Regions from separate parts of the Mus musculus genome. Here region 2 is linked to region 1. The links are chromatin contacts, called in public Hi-C maps. All regions are on one chromosome and are shown on one strand. Each heading gives the region's core, a stretch centred on a gene start, on an enhancer-like site or on the middle of the called end of the contact. The rest is flanking DNA. Distances are from core to core; before and after follow the strand shown. Region 1 holds the start of Nmi (N-myc (and STAT) interactor). Region 2 has its middle 32 kb from the start of Tnfaip6.

Region 1 (4,233 bases), core at 626-3,125:
AACATGATCAGAGAAGCAATGCTGGTCCTAACTTTGGAAATGGAGACGGAATGAGTTCATCCCGAGAGAGCTCCCAGAACAGAAGACAGCTCTGCTAGCCCTTTTACTTTATCCAGGGAGAGCCGCAGATGCCTACAACTGACACACAGACACACACAGACACACACGGGCACACACGGATACACACAGGCACACACAGGCACACACGGGCACACACAATCTAATTTTAAAATAGTACTAAAAGTAAGTATTTTTAAATTGAAAAGTGTGTACATGCACACACATGTATGCATAAGCCACCAAGGCCATGTAATTTATTATGGCAGTAAACTTAAAAAAAAATCATCTCATTTTCCTAGGGATACTTATATCGGGGGGGGGGTGCGGGGGGCGGGTACACAGAGTTCCTGGCAGCATAAAGAAGGAAGAAAATGGGCTGGAGAGATGACTCGGCGGTTAAGAGCACTGACTGCTCTTCCAGAGGTCCTGAGTTCAATTCCCAGCAACCACATGGTGGTTCACAACCACCTGTAATGGGATCCGATACCCTCTTCTGGTGTGTCTGAAGAGAGCTACAGAGTACTCATATACATTAAATTAAAAGAAAGGAAGGAAGGAAGAAATTATAATGTATCCATGTTGTATAGACCAGAAACAAGTCAAAAGATGGATACAATGTTAACAATTAAAAGATCCTAATTGAATTTCTTTTACAATCAGGGCACACTTGATTGAATAAATCGAGTAAGTGGTCTGTCTGAGTGTAGTGGCACAGGTCTGTAACAGGAGGATCAAGAGTTCAAAGCCAGCACAATGTAAATAGAAAGCAGTTGCCTCAAATGTTTTCACTGCTATGCAGAAGTTTGCTTTATAGGCAGAGAAGAAAGCTGAAAATGCAGAAACTGAACTGATTGGTTCACAGTTAAGTTCTCTGCAAGTCAGGGCCGGGGAGACCGGAACAGAATAACTGATTGGTGAATGTTCAAGAGCTTTTTGTGGGGAGTAAAGGAGAGGTGATTTCATTCTCTGGCCCAGTGGAACCTGCTGCTTTCCCTCTCTCCTGGCTGGACAGGACACAGGAAGTTTCCTTCGGGGCACACAAGGTAGCTCGGGTGCCTTTGGAGCAGGAGTCCTCTTAACCCAAACCAGTGCCCGCTAGAACTTACATTGAATATTCTCCTTTCAACATCTCCTTCCAAAAACAACAACAACAACAACAACAACAACAACAACAACAACAACAACAACAACTTACATATTCTGAAAAAGTGAGGCAGGACTACAGAACTCAGCACCTGCCAAAGAAATACAAATAATAGTCTTCCTGAGAAATCCATTTTTCTAAGAACCTTCTGGAGCCAGTCCCAATGACTGTAAGTTTCCTTTTCCCAGGAAGGGAAGCAACCCATGGCCGGAGCGCCTGGAGCGGGCGAGTCTCCAGGCAGCGCACTGGGGACCCAGACCCCGAGTCGCGGCGCTGGAAGCCGCCGCCCACCGCGCGCCGGGTGGAGCATCCCTGAGCGCGGGTGGTGGGACCGCAGGGACGCGGCGGACCGAGGATGGATCAAGCACTCACCCGCTCGCTGCGCAGCTCCCGGAAGCCGGTGCCTTAGAACTGAACTCTACCTCGAAAACACTAACCTGGCTTCAGCGACGAGCAGCGCTCAGTCCCAGGCCTTACTTTCACTTTCGGTTATTAGAAACAGGATGCTTCTGCTCCATGCCCTGAGGACTTCGTCCAGGGCGCCATTGCTGCTGTCTCTTATTATTGGCAGTAACTCCGAGACCTGCTTAGAAAAGCTTATTTATGTGCATTATGCGGAACACGCTGTTGAAAAGCTGGATGGAAACCAGAGCTCTCTATGCAAATCCTCTCTCTGTAACTTTTTAGACGGTTATAAAGTTTGACACAAGCACAAGATAAACCAGGAAGCTGAGAAAGCTGCTTCCTGGGTTGGATTTTATGACCCTTGAAAGTTTTCTTCTAAGCTTTGTTTTTGTTGTGAAGATTTTGTAAACAAACACATCGCTAGATGTGAACTTTTCCTTTGCTAGAAAAATAGCTGGCTTCCGTCAAGAACGGCAGTGTTCCCTAATCCTACATCAAGAACTGGTTACTCCACAGCTAGGCAGCACATGAGCACAGAGCTGTGGAAGACAGCAAAGAGCTATCAGGGCCTCCCTTCTACATGGTGGCGCTCTATATCTGTGCATACTAACTAACGGCTCGGAATAAAATGATGCACTTGGCAGAAGCAAAATTCTTTCCATCAAGAACAGTGATGGAGCCGGGCAGTGGTGGCGCACGCCTTTAATCTCAGCACTTGGGAGGCAGAGTCAGGTGAATTTCTGAGTTCGAGGCCAGCCTGGTCTTAAGAGTGAGTTCCAGGACAGCCAGGGCTATGCAGAGAAACCCTGTCTTAAAAAAAAAAAAAAAAAAAAGTGATGGGGCCCCTAGTTGGTAGCAGGATCTCTGTGAGTTGAAGGTTGAAGGCCAGAGTTCCAGAACAGCTAAGGCTACACAGAGAGACCTTGTCTGGGTAGGATGTGGACACGGGGAGGGGGGTGGGGGTGGTGAAGGCAGTGATAGGACCTACTTTTCAGTGACACCAGAGCCACATAGTAAGACCCTGTCTTTTAAAACAGGTTAAGGGTTTCTTTTGAGTTGTCAGCCCAATTAGAAAGAACAAACACTCAGTGAGTGGTGCACTGGATAAGGAATGGGGCTATCCGGACGTAATACACAGGGGTGGGTTTCCCCTTCGGAAAGGAGATGGGGAAGGGCTGAGAAGATGTGAGAGGGTGGGACTGGGAGGAGAGGAAGAGTTGATGTTGGGATATAAAGTGAATAAACAAATTACTTATTTTAAAAAAGAAACAAGTGGGGGCCTAGCAAACACAGAAGTGGATGCTCACAGTCAGCTATTGAATGGATCACAGGGCCCCCAATGGAGGAACTAGAGAAAGCACCCAAGGAACTAAAGGGAACTACAACCCTATAGGTGGAACAACAATATGAACTAAGCAGTACCCCGGAGCTCTTGTCTCTAGCTGCATATGTATCAAAGGATGGCCTAGTCGGCCATCACTGGAAAGAGAGGCCCATTGGACTTGCAAACTTTATATGCCCCAGTACAGGGGAACGCCAGGGCCAGGAGGGGGGAGTGGGTGGGTAGGGGAGTGGGGGGGGGTGGGTATGGGGGACTTTTGGGATAGCATTGGAAATGTAAATGAGGAAAATACCTAATTAAAAAAATTTTTAAAAAAAGAAAGAAAGAAGTGGTCTGAGTATTACTTAGGTTTTCTTCTGAATTTGAGCAGGACCATGAATATGTCAATTAAAACTCATAAGAAGTCATTGATTTGGACTGAGTTCCAGAGCAAAAGCGAAGTCACTTATGCTGAAATCCCAGGTTGCCAAAAAGAAAGTTATTGTTCCGAGAAATCAGCTGAGAAGTCACAGCCAAGTCCCTAAGCAAACCAGTTCTACACGGCAGAATAATAGCTTTAACCTTTACAACACAAGATCTTTAAAACGGCCTTTGGGGTGCTAGAGAGATCACTTAGTGATTAAAGGCACTCGTTTCTGTTGCAGAGACACTAGGTTCTATTCCCAGCTCCACACAGCCTGCTGTCACTTCTGTTCCAGAAAATGAATGCCCTCTGTGGCTTCTGTGGGCAGACTAGAGATGCAGATACATGAAGACAAAACACAAACCCATTAAATAAAAATAAATCTAAAAATGTGTTTTTTAACAGCATGCTTGGGTGTTTTTGGGGGGTACATTCTTCAGCCACCCCCTTGCTTTTTTGATCTATGAAACAAGTATCTGCCCAACTTGTCAGACTCTGATTCTAGAATCACAAAAAGTCAACTTGGTTTTTAAACTAAAATAGTTGTAATTTTTGTCTTTGGACAAAAAATGAGTTATTTAGTAAATTTTTCATCCTGTCCTTATCCTTGTTTTGGAAGGAGATATATACTAGGAGGCATAAGAATGACCACAAAGATCTAATCTGATGTAGACTTAAGGAGAAGCTAAGGGATGGGTGGGGAGGAGACTTTGAGACACAACCATCCTTTGCTTTTGTCAGTGTTGGGACGAGGGGGACGGTGCCAGGTGCCACGGGAGCTTCTAGATGATCCCCTCCCATCTTTCCCTCCCACCAAAAAGTGGGAGTACAAGAAATACAGACATCAGTGGGCCACTGCATCTGGCTTTTTTATCTGGG
Region 2 (4,233 bases), core at 1,275-3,774, 33 kb after region 1:
GTCACAGCCAGATATGAAAGGACTCACATCTAACCACAGGCAAGGTTAACTATGGAGAGAGGGAGAGTAGGATTAGACAAGAGCCGTCTCAGTTTCCCCCTCATGGACACCTACATTGTTGGGTATTTTTTACTCCAATATGAATAGTGAAGCCAGGGTCCTTCTGAAGCTAGGCAAGCATTACACTGTGGGACCTAATCAGCAGCCCTTTCTCAGTGTGAAATAGGGTCTTGCTCTGTAGCCCAGGCTGGTCCCAGATTGCAATACTCTTCTCTTAAATTCCTGAGTGCTAGAATTAAAGGCATGTGCCACTGTTCCCAGTTATGAAATTATTTTAAAAATAAGATTGGGAGGGGGCTGTCATCCTAGGGTTTCATGTAGCCCAGAGTACCCTCACATTTGCTGTGCAGCTTTTCTGATGGTCCAACCCCCACCTCCTAACTGCTGGGACTATAGGTGTGTACAGCTGTGCACCACCACACCTGTGTCACACAGTGCTGGGGTTGATCTCAGGGCCTCAAGCATGCTAGACAAGCACCAGCTGGGCTGAATCTGCAGCCCTCATGTATTTCTTTAATTCTCTCTCTCTCTCTCTCTCTCTCTCTCTCTCTCTCTCTCTCTCTCTCTCTCTCTGTCTCTCTCTCTCTCTGTCTCTCTCTCTGTCTGTCTCTCTCTGTCTCTCTCTCTGTCTCTCTGTCTCTGACTCTGTCTCTGTCTCTGTCTCTCTCTCTCTCTCTCTCTGTATGTGTTTGTGTTTCCCCCCCCCCCAAAAAAAACCTGTTTGTAGTGTTCCACATGTAGGCTAAAGGAAGCCTGCCTCCAGTTGGTTCTGATTAGGAAATAAAGTTGCCAACAGCCAATGGCTGGGCAGGGAGACAGAGGCGAAGTGTTTTTTGTTTCATTTATTTATCTATATTTATTGTTTGTTTGTTTGTTTGTTTTGTTTTTGAGACAGGGTTTCTCTGTGTAACAGTCCTGGATGTCCTGAAACTCACTTTGTACACCGGGTTGGCCTCAAATTCACAGAGATCTGCCTGCTTTTTGCTCCTGAGTGCTGAGATTAAAAGCAAGTACCACCATGCCCAGCTGAGACGAAACTTTTAGATTTCCCAGACAGGAGATGAAGGGAAGAGGAAGGAGAGGATCGTCACGATAAGGAAGCAGAAAGATCAGACTTAGGCCGGCCAACATGTAAGAATCTGGGAAAGTGGCCCCAGGGGCCACTCCCCCAATTAGGTCTGATAAAATATAGATTTAGCAAGTATTAACTCAAGAATACTGGAGGGGAGTGTGTGCTAGCCACAGGGAGGTTTGGAAGTGCCCTGCCACTGAGCTAGTTAAGCATATTAAAATATAAAGTGTAGAGGGGGAGAGGGAGAGGGAGAGAGCTATGTGTGTGTGTGTGTGTGTTTGTGTGTGTGTGTGTGTGTGTGTGTGTGTGTGTATTCAAGTTCCTATGTGTGAGCTCCATTGACTCTACAGAGGCAGAGTCTTTCATTGAAACTAGAGTTCACCCATTCCAATCAGTGCTGCACATTCCCTGTCTCTGCTTCCCAAGAGTCAGGGTTGCAGGCAGGTACCACCTCTGCCTGGCTTTTCTGTGGGTTCTGGGAATCTGGCCTCAAATCTTCACACTTGCACAGGAAAAGCAAGTGCTTGGCCCACTGGGGCATGCCCAAGCCCTGGTACTTATGAAATGCAAGATACTGCGGTCATGTACCCTTGCACATGGTGGGTGTCTTTGTGCGTTAGATTAAATTGCTGCCAACCTGTAGAGAACTCTTATTGTTGTCCATATAAAACACAGCTCTTACTTCAAAGGGAGCAGGAGTTTATTCTTGAGCCAAATATGTGTGACCACAGCTCCCCACCGGGAATACAGATTCAGTTTGCTCCAAATAGCATGTTCTAGTGTGGAAATCGTTTTTATGAAGTTTTTATAATTACAGGATAAAAGAAAGTCACAAACGAACACACTCTGCAAATGTATTGCAAGGGCGCGGGAGGTAGGCAGCTTACAACAGAATGGAGACATCTCCGCTACAGATTTCAGACTATGTAATGACAGCCTTAGCTTTTGGGTTCATGGAAACTAATGGCTTGTTAAAACATTCCAAAGGGTTAACCTGATAATCACAGGATGTTAGAAGTGATGTTAGAAGCCATTAAAGGGACTAAAGATTTGGGATCTGAATCTGCAACATTCCAACGCTACAATTACAAATGTCTTAACAGTTATCAGCCTGTAGGATCTTTAACAAAAGTGTGGCTTTTGTTCTTTTCCTTTTTATAGGAACTTCAGGTCACACTGTTAGACTGTAAAACTAATTATTTTGTTTAGCTGAATCTCTACAGGAATGGTATAAAAGTTGTTAGTCTGAAATTTTCACTTTGTGGTTATTTTATTGGACACTTTAGATTGTATCATTTTTTAGGGATTGCTCTCAGATATTACTAAACAATGGTCTTGGCATGTTAGACCAAGGGAAATCTGGATCTTGTTAGTGAGTCATTGCCTTTGGCCCTGGTAAGACAAACATGAGCTTCAGAGGCAGAGGGCCTTGCCCTGCTCGCACATTGTGAGCAGGACGGATGGTAAAGGCTGCTATTGTTTCCTTATTGTTTTAGGTTTATTTTTTAAAGACTTGTTGGACCTCTTTTTCCCATCCCAGGCTCCGGCCTCCTGTGGCACTTGCACACTGCCTTTCTAGGATGCATGGCAAGCTGTCTGAGCCTTTGTCTAAAAGGCAAAGGCTACCCATAGCATTAGGGATTGTTTCTCTCCTTCCACCACATGGGATCCAGGTTGCTGGGCTTGGTGGCAAATACCTTTACCTACTAAGCCATATCACTGACCCTAAGGGCAAGTCATTAGAAGGTTGGCAGAGCTGAGTGAGTCCATGAAACCAGATGGACAGACAGGCTTGAAAAATGGGAAATCTCAGGGAAGCTCAGGTCGCACAATAGCCAAGCCATCCAGGCAATGGTGGCTCACCTGTACAACAGGGACTCTGTCTCTGTGATAAACTTAAGCTCTATCTGTTTTCTCAAACTTCCGTCTTGTGCAGGGCAAAGTGTGGAAGAAAGTGTCAAATAGATGATGTGCCCCCAGGCTGGCTGTCCGCAGACTCTGAGACATTAAGAGCCTGTATTTGAGAGATTCTTCAAGAGGTTGAGAGTAGTGAAACAAAATGGCGGCCTGCATGGAGGCAGTGGTCAAGGGCAAAGCCCATGTCTCAATGGAGATATAGTATCAATATTGACTTATTGGAGGGGCTGTAGGAAGACCAGGCACAGTTTTTAAGTCAGCCTTGCTTTTTACATAAGATTACTTATTTCTTTCTAAGAATCCTGTATCTTCTGAGTCTCAAGTTATCAAATGATCTTGTTTTGTTAGCAACCAAGAGCCAAATGCTGGAGATGAAGATGCTCTAAAGCACAGAGAAAGCGGGGCTGATGCGGGGCGCCTGGTGCAGCACTTGGGAGGTTAACTTTCGCTGCAAACAGGTGAAGGCTGTGAGTTTTACAAACATATTCCTCCCCCCAAAATCCACTAACATGTCACAAACTGCTTATATTTTTAAAGATCTAAAATGAAGTTTTTGGAAGCTAGAAAGTAGGCATGGATGGCAAACCACCTTAGGAGCTAAGAAAGCAAAACGTTATCTCCATGGCTAGTCTGAGACAATGAAGACGCTTACGAGTTAACGTTGAGGAGTCAACAGCTCATAGATCCACGTGATATCTCTGATCAACTTATCTCTTGATATTTTGTAAATAGAAAGGAAGATTACCAAAAAAACAGCACTGAAACTATTTCCCAGAATGCAGTAGAGGCAGCAGGAAGCAAGGATGCCCATCCCCAGCTGCTGCCAGCTTCAACAAAGAAAACTGATTCCTAGGTGGGAAAAGCAGGATGGACAGGCCCTCGGGACCAACTAGCCACGAGAAAGAGGAGACCTAAATAAACAAAATCAGAGATGAGCTCGGAAACAGTATGAGAACAGAGAAATTCAGAACATCGTAAGGGAATATGGCCATGGTCCAGCGCAAGCCCATGCATGCAGGAGCATGTGGACCGGGTGATGGGAACTTGGGTAGGTGGGAAAAGGGGTGGATCTGGTTAGACCTGGAGGAGAGGTGAATATGATCAAAGTACATTCGACACACTTCCTCTTTTTTTTTTAAGATTTATTTATCTTTATAAGAGTAAACTGCAGCTGTCTTCAAACA

The links. A called contact is a pair of places that touch in the nucleus more often than the background predicts.
Region 2: a Hi-C map of uterus shows a contact between it and region 1. The contact joins the enhancer-like site here to the promoter of Nmi in region 1. A contact is called at or near these places in 2 of 39 promoter capture datasets (embryonic stem cells and macrophages), 1 of 15 datasets of contacts at CTCF or cohesin (the NIH/3T3 cell line), 1 of 484 Hi-C or Micro-C datasets (uterus), 4 of 115 datasets of contacts at active chromatin or transcription factors (CD8 T cells, the SCID.adh cell line, bone marrow-derived macrophages and 1 more) and 1 of 9 other capture datasets (adipose tissue).

What each region holds. Positions count from the first base shown.
Region 1 is chr2:51,971,333-51,975,565 of GRCm38.p6, forward strand. It overlaps Nmi (N-myc (and STAT) interactor), which reads right to left and starts at 1,876. Exons shown (of 9, transcript NM_001141949.1): 1 at 1,577-1,876; 2 at 1,256-1,295.
Region 2 is chr2:52,004,092-52,008,324 of GRCm38.p6, forward strand. No RefSeq gene overlaps it. Among named protein-coding and RNA genes, the nearest start is that of Tnfaip6, 32 kb to the right of the region's middle. Within about 2 kb of position 2,525, at least 40 of the 459 cell types and tissues checked have an H3K27ac peak or open chromatin away from gene starts, as enhancers often do. A contact at or near this core is called in the NIH/3T3 cell line and uterus, where this site is marked.